Linked DNA regions of Pan troglodytes: region 1 is linked to region 2. A link is a contact called in public HiChIP or PLAC-seq data. All regions are on one chromosome and are shown on one strand. Each heading gives the region's core, a stretch centred on a gene start, on an enhancer-like site or on the middle of the called end of the contact. The rest is flanking DNA. Distances are from core to core; before and after follow the strand shown. Region 1 holds the start of CEP128 (centrosomal protein 128). Region 2 holds the start of GTF2A1 (general transcription factor IIA subunit 1).

Region 1 (4,588 bases), core at 1,720-4,219, 290 kb after region 2:
CCGTTCTCCTGCCTCAGCCTCCCAAGTAGCTGGGACTACAGGCACCCGCCGCCACGCCTGGCTAATTTTTTGTATTTTTAGTAGAGACGGAGTTTCACCATGTTAGCCAGGATGGTCTTGATCTCCTGACCTCGTGATCCGCCCGCCTCGGCCTCCCAAAGTGCTGGGATTACAGGCGTGAGCCACCGCACCTGGCAAAGGAAAGTGGTTTGATTGACTTACAGTTCTGCATGGCTGGGGAAGCCTCAGGAAACTTACAATCATGGCAGAAGGGGTAGCAAACACATCCTTCTTCACATGGTGGCAGGAGAGAGAAGTGGGCAAAATCCTCTTATAAAACCATCAGATCTACTGAGAACTCACTCACTATCATGAGAACAGCGTGGGGGAACTGCCCCATGACCTAATCACCCCTCACAAGGTTCCTCCCCCAACATGTGGGGATTACAATTCAAGAGATTTGGGTGAGGACACAGAGCCAGACCATATCAATACTCTTTGTGGGTTTTTCCAAATCTCAGCTCAGATGATTCTGCTTGAGTATGGTATTGTGTTTGTATAATGTGTGTTGGCCATATTGATTAAAAGTAATACATATCTTTGGGAGTTATGAGACAATTTCATGTAAAATCTATTTTGTTGGTTTAACTCATTTTGTCGGCTTTAACTCATTTTGTCTATTTTGTTAAGACATAAAAAACAAAGATTCAGTGATGTGACTTCACTGCTTTTTTTTTTTTTTTTTTTTTTGAGATGGAGTCTTACTCTGTCACCAAGGCTGGAGTACAGTGGCACCATCTCAGCTCACTGCAACCTCCGCCTCCCGGGTTCAAATGATTCTCCTGCTTCAGCCTGCCGAATAGCTGGGATTACAGGTGCCCACCACCACACCTGGTTAATTTTTGTATTTTTAGTAGAGACGGGGTTTCGCCATGTTGGCCAGGCTGGTCTCGAACTCCTGACCTCACGTGATCCACCCACCTCAGCCTCCCAAAGTGCTGGGATTACAGGCTTGAGTCAGCACCCCTGGCCTGACTTCACTACATTTTTTTGGGATGCCACGTCTGTTGACTGAGAGCACACCACAGCTGACAAACAGCTGCTATGAATTTAGTAACATATTTAAGCATTTCTTGATCAAAATGAACGAAAATATCTGATTTTTAACCCTTTGGTCCCAGTTGTGTCCTGTAATGTTTGATTTATTTGGTTAATATCACTTTGAAAAATAAGGCCTATAGAATAGAATCCAATTCTCTAAATGTGGTTGAACCAGGGAGGAAAAGCTGTGGACAATCAGTTTTTATTAATGTAGCTCGTGATTACATTAGCTCTTTTGGTAGACATTTCTCCTGCAGTTGATCTGATTATCACTTCTTCAGAAAGTTTCTCTTTTATGTCTTTCCATACAAACCTATGCAGTATTCTATTACACAGAGATTTGTAATCATTTATTGTCTTTTTCTCTCACATGGCTCTGAGCAATTTGAAAGCAAAGTCTATGTTGTTTATTTTCACTGCAACTTCAGTGTCTAAAACAATGTCTGGATACTAGAAATATACAGCATACATTTGCTGAATTACATGAATGAATAGAATTGTTTTGAAAGTTAAAATGTTTACAAATAAACAGTTATTATTATGCTTCTGCATGTATATGGGGCAATTTTATGGCTGTTCTGAATTATCTTAAACTCTGTCTGGTGGAATGTATTCTTGAGGAACAATTTCAAGTAAGCAGCTTGAAGATAGTTGCAAATGCATAGGAGGTCTTTGGAAGAATTATTTTATGTTCAAACCAATATGAGATAGTTTTATGTCTCAGTGTTGGCCAGAAAAAAAATTTGAATAATACGACTATATCAAATTTATGTGCTAATTATTTATGACTCTGCCTGTTGGGAGGGAGGAGGGGTAAGGAGGGATGGAAGGAGAGAAAGGGGGAGAGAGAGAAAGAAAGAGAGAGAGGGATATGAACGGAGAAGGGCAAGTGAGGAAAGGGTGAGAAGAAAGATAAAAATGTACAAAAAAGGTTAGGTCCCTTTGAAGGGCTAATAGAGGGGACCAACTGGGAAATGGATTATAGAGCACAGAATTATTAGATTAAGGAACCCTTGTTATTAAACATGATCTAGCTCTTCTTCACGTAGCCAGGAAAGCTTTCACAGATCAGGTAATATTTGAGTTTAGCCTCAAAGAAGGAAGGGGAAGTGGTCTTTTTGGCAGAGAAGAAGGGCAATTCATATGACTAATTTAATTGTTACTTTTTAGCTTTCCAAAGTTCAGTTTTTTATTGAGGTTTTCATTCTCTTCGTGACTGAAACCAACTCCCCTGAGTGGAAAACATTTCTTTTATGTTCTAGAGTGAGGAGATGACACCTAGACTGAAGTAGCAGCAGTAATGAGCTGACAGCCTCACATCTACTTTTGGTGTGCCGTGAATAAGCCATATGATCTTAGGCAAGTCCCTTACTCTTTCCAGGCCAAACAGGTTGGACTACATAATCTTCTCTGTTCCCGTCCGCTTCTAAGAATTTGTGAGTCTTTGGAACAATATACTGGACCCTGGTATTAAGGGGATTTTTACATTTCAGTGCTAGAAATTGTCTTTCCCTGTCCTCCCACCGCTCCCTTGCCCTTTTTCTACTTCCCCATCTTACCGTAGTCCTGGGGGACTCCTTTTGTCCCCCAAGGAGTAAAATTACAGTCAAGGCCAAGGAAGCATTTTTATTCACTTTCTAACTGGAGTTTGCCTCCTACAAAGGAGGCTGGTCCTTTAAAAAAAAAAAAAATAGAGCAGGGCAAGAGGGCGCGGCCGAGGGATCAGGCTTTTTTCCGGGAAAGTTACCCGAAGGCCAGCTATATGGCATCCTGGGATTTGCAGTTCCTTTTCGGGACTCTCTCCCTTGGTAATTCCTTGATCATGAGGCCGAGATGGACTACAACTCCCAGAGGGCCAAGCGGCGGCAGCGGGGTCCTGTACTCTGGCTGTGGCTGGGCGGCTAGTTCAAGTTGCCATAGCTGCGAGTCTGGGGAGAGCACAGTCGGTTGAGTCGCTGCGTTTGGTCAGTTGCACCTTCTGGGTCACTGGTAGCCGCGGGAGCCGGGTGGGGCCTAGGCGATGATCCGGCATTAAGGAGCTGGGATCATCCTCCGTCTCAGGTACCTGCCCCCACCTCCCCCTTGCCCTTTTTCGACCACTTCCCCGTCTTACTGTAGACGTTTTAGTCCCACTTCCCCTCGTCCCAGGGGTGGGGACCTCAGAGCGGCGCGGGATCTGGGGTGGGGCCGTGGATGGGTGGAGTGTGTGCAGAGGTGAGGGGAGACGGCGCGCCTGTCATCCCGAGGCCTCCCTCCCTCGGCAGGGGTGTCCGCGGTCAGGTCCTGGCCAGGTTACCCAGTGAATCTGGACTACATTGTCCTTCCTTTGGGAGCAGCTTGCTCTACCGCTAGCATCTGTGAAGCTTTAAGGGACAGGAGATTGGACTCATTCGGTAGGTCCTCCAGAGGACCGTCTGACATTTGCTTGCCTGTCCTGCAAGCAAATTTGATTTTTTTTTTTTTAATCCCTGTTTTGTAGTCACAGAAAGCGTGCTACTCTCGGGAACGCTTTATTAGTGACCTCTCTTTCCCGTGCCATCATAGGATTTGCTCCAGCCTTAGCTGTTAGCAGTCCCTTAATTGAATTATTTCGTAAAAATACCTGACATTGAATCCCAGCTGCATCTTTTATTGGTTTGATGGAGCCAATCTGTTATGTAGGCGTCTGGTAAAACCTTACCATTAATTGCAGCATTGATTTGAGTATTATGTAAAGTATCTAGCACAGTGCCTGGCACCCTGCAAGTGCTCAGCATTTGTTGTTTATTTTTTATTAATTATGCAGATTAGTGTTGTCTAATACAAATACAGTGTGAGCCACTCAGGTGAATTTAAATTTTGTAGTACCCACATTAAAAAAGTAAAAAGAAACTGGTGAAATTAAATAATAGTTTATTTAGCGCAATATAGAAAAATGTTTTCAATGGAGTAAATATAAAACTTATTGAGATTTTTACTTTTTTTTTTTGTGAGAAGGAGTCTGGCTCTGTCGCCCAGGCTGGACTGCAGTGGCGCGGTCTGGGCTCATTGCAACCTCCACCTCTTGGGTTCAAGCAATTCTCCTGTCTCAGCCTCCGGAGTAGCTGGGATTACAGGCACTCGCCACCATGCCTGGCTATACATTAAAAAAAATATATTTTAAGTCATCAAAATCTCTTGTGTATTTTACATGTATAGCACATGTCAGTTTGACCTGGCAAGAGCTAGAGCTCAGTAGCCATGTGTCTAGTGACTGCTGTACTGGACAGCACAGAGATAAGGTTAAAACTTTGGCAGTTTCATATTGGCACACATAAATTTGGTTGTGCCTATGACTCATTTCATGGGTGATGGTGGCTGTTTTGTTAGAAGAGTGAAGTGTGCACTGTGCCTATGTTCTCTCAGCGTATCTTGTCTGCCATTGCATAACCTAGGTCTCTTTGAACTGTTTCTTGACAGTTTATTTTGGTTAACTTTTTCAGAATACCTTTTTTTTTTTCTTGAAATG
Region 2 (4,267 bases), core at 544-3,043:
AGATAGAAACAATTTAAATATGATGCTAAATGTAATCTTACTTGGGAGAAGTTTTCTCTCACAAATTTTGTTTTGTGAATTAAAGGGCTGCAGCTTCCAAGTATTCAGTCCTACAATTTTGGTACAACAGAAAATATTTCTTTCCGAAACTAAACTGGATGGCACACATATGTTGCAATGAAGGCATATAACAGCTATTGAGGGACTGGAAAACCAATATATTGGAATGGAATCCATGATGGCTAGATGCCAGACACACAAGCAATCTAAGTTCCTGGGTAAATATTAACCAAGTGCTTAGGTCTTGTTGCAATCTAGGTGTAAAGAGAGAAGCCAACTCAGAGCCTCCAGGGAGTCTGATGGTCTTAAGGAGGCCAAGACTAGGTTTTCTGCCATTTTAATCCAGTAACTACAATCCATTATTTCACAGATTAATTCTGTGAAGAGCAAACCTCGTAGCTTCTCTTCCCTGTCCTGTCTGCAGTGGTTTTAACTTTAACTGATGGCGAAACTACTCAACCATTTAGTCAAGAATACCAATAGTAGGGAGGAAAACTAGGTGGAAGGTGAGGGATTCCATGTGCAAAGCGTTTGGGAGTATGTAATAGGGAGGTAACAAGAAGTCCTCTCAATATGTAGTAAAACTTAACAGGAATGGTATTGTTTAGTGTAAATTTTCGGGCTGTCACCTGAATATTAAATGAATTACAAATGTTGATAGAATCATAACTTTATATAATATACCAAGAACACTGATTTCCTGTGATTTTTTTCTTTAAGTGTCCCAGACCATGCAGCTGTGCAGGAAACTGGGAAGCAACTGTTAACAGGGGAATGGACTTGGCGTGAAAAGAAATGTCAAGGTTCATAGATATCCTCTACACCCATTCACAATCTCCCATTTTCTGAGTATTCAAGGCCTCTGGTTTCTCTAATCCCTTTCTTCAAGTCTTGGCAGGATGCATTTTTTTTCCTCTTTGGTAAGACGCCTTTGATATTCTTCAAATCTGGTTTCACCAGCACAGAACTTTGACATTTCGTTTTGCTTTGTCTCTGGAAGACAAACTCCCTCACTCATCCACGCGACATTTCAAGTCCCTCAAAATTCCCAGGGACAAGAAAATTAGGTACTATGAATTCTGCCTTCCAAACAGCATTCTCTGTTCTGCTTGCAAGGTCGATATAAAGGCAGGATTTGCTTGGGCAGAACAAGTCAAAAGCTTATTGAATTGCACTTATTGAATTGAACATGGAACACAGCCGGCTTGCTCTCTTATAGCGAGAGGCCATGCGAGTTGGTGGGTCAAGGGCATGCATTTCAAAGTGATCAGTCACTATACGTTGGCCACATGGAGTCGCAGTATTTTGGCAATATTTTTTAAAACCAGGGAAAGTTACTGTGCTGTTACAATCCAAAGGCTGGTGGGGTTTTCTTCCGGCCCGCATTTCCACTAGCGTGATAAATTATTTAAAGTACGTGGCCTAGTAGAGGACTAACCTCTGGGTAACATAAGCCTAGTCTTCGCAGCGTACCCAGTGTGGAAACAAACCAATCAGAGGTTACTAATTCTGGAATGTTAAAAGTAGGCCCCGATCGGCTTTTACTCCCTTTGGGAAATCCTACACAATTCTGCGCGCGAAAGACCCACCCTCGGTGAGGCGGTGAGGCGGTGAGGCGCGAACGCCGCGAAGCTCACAGTCAAAGCCTCGCTGACAAATCAAGAGATGACTCCGCATTTAAAACCTTCCCGAATAGGAACGCGCCAGAGGCCGGAAGCCACGCCACGTGACCAGTCCTCCTCCGCGGCCATTCCTAGCGAGGCAGTAGGCACCGCCTCTGTCACATTTCCTAGCTCCTAAAGCGCGGGACCAGGCGGAAACGTGCGACAGGAGGCGGTCCCACCTAACTTTGGACTGGAGTGTCAGTAGAACTCCCGTCTTTTCCAGCAACGCTTTGCAAGTTCTTCACCGCAAAGAACTGCCGCAGACTTCCGCCTGGGTGCCAACCACGTGATCACGCGAGCGTTGGAGAGGCGTAGGTCCGATTTCACTACTTCACTCCCCGGGCTCCGCCAGTCCAGCACCCGCCACGGCGCGTGACAACGCGGCTCGCCGGCGGCCTCCGCCCCGGCGCGCCTGCGCACGCGGCTCTCGCGGTGTCTCGCGCTCAGCCCCGCCCACCTCTGCCCCCGCCCTTTCCGCCCTTCCCTCCCCCTTCACCCTGTCTCTCGGCGGCGGCGGCGGTGGCTCGCGCAGCTTGTTGGCTCGCTATATAAAGGAGAGAAGCGGGCGGACCGGACGGCTGGAGCTGCAGCCGGTGGCGGCAGCGGCGGCGCAGGGAGCGGCGGCCGGTGGTGGTTTCCCTCCTTGGCGCGGGGTGGGGAGCGGGCAACGCCCCCCGGACCCCTGAAGGGTCGTGGCTTTTTTTTTTTTTTTTAAGGCGATTCTCGAGGTTTTCAGCTGCGGGAGGAGTGCCCCCCTCCTCCTCCTCTCTCCGCTCTCCCCTACTCCTTCAGGATTGATTTTGTTTAAAATTTTTTCCCCAATCTTGCGGTGATTTGGGTCACCCTCCGGGTGTTACAGTTTTTTTTGTTTGTTTGTTTTGTTTTTATCTTGTTTTCTTGAGGTTGCCCCCTCTTGTTTGTGTTGTGTGTGGAAATGGCGAACTCGGCAAATACAAACACCGTGGTAAGGACGTGGTTCGGTGGCCGGCGGGGGCTTCGTTCAGGCTGCAGCAACGGCCGGACCGGGCGGGGGCGGGGACGGCGGCGACTCCCGGCCTCGACTCTTCAGCCGCCCGCGCGGCCGCCGCCGCCGCCGCTTCCCGCCTCGGGCGGATCGGGCCGGAGCGCCGGGCGGCGGGCGCGGGGGGGCGCCGAGGGCTCGCGGCGCGGGGAGGGCGGGGGCGCCGGCGGGGCCTGGGGCCGCCGCGGGCCGGGCCGGGCCGCGGAGGCGGTTGGGCCCGGTCGGACGCGCAGCCCCGGCCCCAGAACCCGGCCGCCGGGAGGGAGGGCGGGAGGGGAGCCGCCGCTTCCCCCCGAGGGGCCCGTCCGCGCTGGCTTGACGAGGGTTCCCCGAGTGGCTACAGAACAAAAACCGTGTCTGGGGAATCGGGCGAACCCCCGAGACCCATCGTGATCCACTTTAATGCAGTGGAAGATTAATGGTTACTTTGGGGGTTTCTTAGGTTGTTTCTGGCGTTTGTGCTTTGGGAACCTTCTCTGAGGCCATTTTATGTTTAAAAAAAGGACGAAGGTTGGTTGAAAAGCACTTATCTCAGTTCCTTCCGAATGGGTAAAATGGCGAAGGGGAAGACCCCCATCGTATCTTCGACTAGCAGAAGCACCAAAACAAACAAAAAAAGCCTGCAGTGGTCCAAGTGTCCCCGCTTTCGCCTTGAAATTTACCTACTTCTTCCCGTTGGTCCCTTTTTGTTACTTGCGATCACGTAGGTTTGCAAAAAGCAGTCACATAAATAACCTTTTCAGTCACCAACGCAGTGTGATCACTAGTCCACCCAACTCTTATTTTTATGATGACAATAAAACACGTTTTTTGCCCGGTCCCAAATGCCGCAGACCAGCCCGCGGCCGCCCGACACCGTACCGTTGGCGACTCGCGTCTATCCATCATGGCTGCGGCCGCTTACCCTGCTTTTCAGTCCCTGAGCCTTGTGGTCCTCCTCCCTTTGGCTGCCCTGTTTATATAGAGCCATTGCCGCTCTCTAATATAGACTCTGCCAGGATGGGAAGGTGCTTTTCAGGCCTACGTCACCGCCTCTCCATTTAAACACCAGATCCGGCTTTAAATAGTGAGAGCTGCTGAGAGCGGGGCTGGGAGGTGCGTGCTCCCGAGGCGAGAGCCAGGCGTGTGCAGAGCTCAGTTTATTTCTAGGTCCTTTTTTCACCCTGTGATTTCGCACCCGTCGCGGGCTGCTTTCAGAGCCCCAAGTTTTGGTTTTGTTCCCAGCAGCAGCTAGGATTTGCCTTCTTTGTTTGCTAGGGGGAATATATCCGAATCGCTGTCCCTTTTTGTTTACAATTTTCAAAATTAATTATTTAAAACAGAGTTTTAGATCAGATGGTCTAGCCATTTTTCTTATGTGCATTATTTTCGGGAATTTAAAAAACTGCTTTCTACATGGAAAGTGTTAGCTGCAGAGGACTTGGTTTTGGTAGTGTTTTGTTCAAGTATTCAGGAAATAATCTTAGAAATATAGCTCCTAATATTTCATTATGTTTTCCTATAGTAAATATAAAAGCCACGA

What was found. HiChIP or PLAC-seq counts read pairs in DNA pulled down with a chosen protein or histone mark.
Region 1: an H3K4me3 HiChIP or PLAC-seq map of stem cell-derived excitatory neurons shows a contact between it and region 2, with 2.5 times the contacts expected there. The contact joins the promoter of CEP128 here to the promoter of GTF2A1 in region 2. A contact is called at or near these places in 1 of 7 Hi-C or Micro-C datasets (stem cell-derived neural progenitor cells) and 1 of 1 datasets of contacts at active chromatin or transcription factors (stem cell-derived excitatory neurons).

Annotation. Positions count from the first base shown.
Region 1 is chr15:78,903,234-78,907,821 of NHGRI_mPanTro3-v2.0_pri, reverse strand. CEP128 (centrosomal protein 128) reads left to right here and starts at 2,969. Exons shown (of 26, transcript XM_063793855.1): 1 at 2,969-3,162.
Region 2 is chr15:79,195,659-79,199,925 of NHGRI_mPanTro3-v2.0_pri, reverse strand. It overlaps GTF2A1 (general transcription factor IIA subunit 1), which reads left to right and starts at 1,793. Exons shown (of 9, transcript XM_024348825.3): 1 at 1,793-2,035.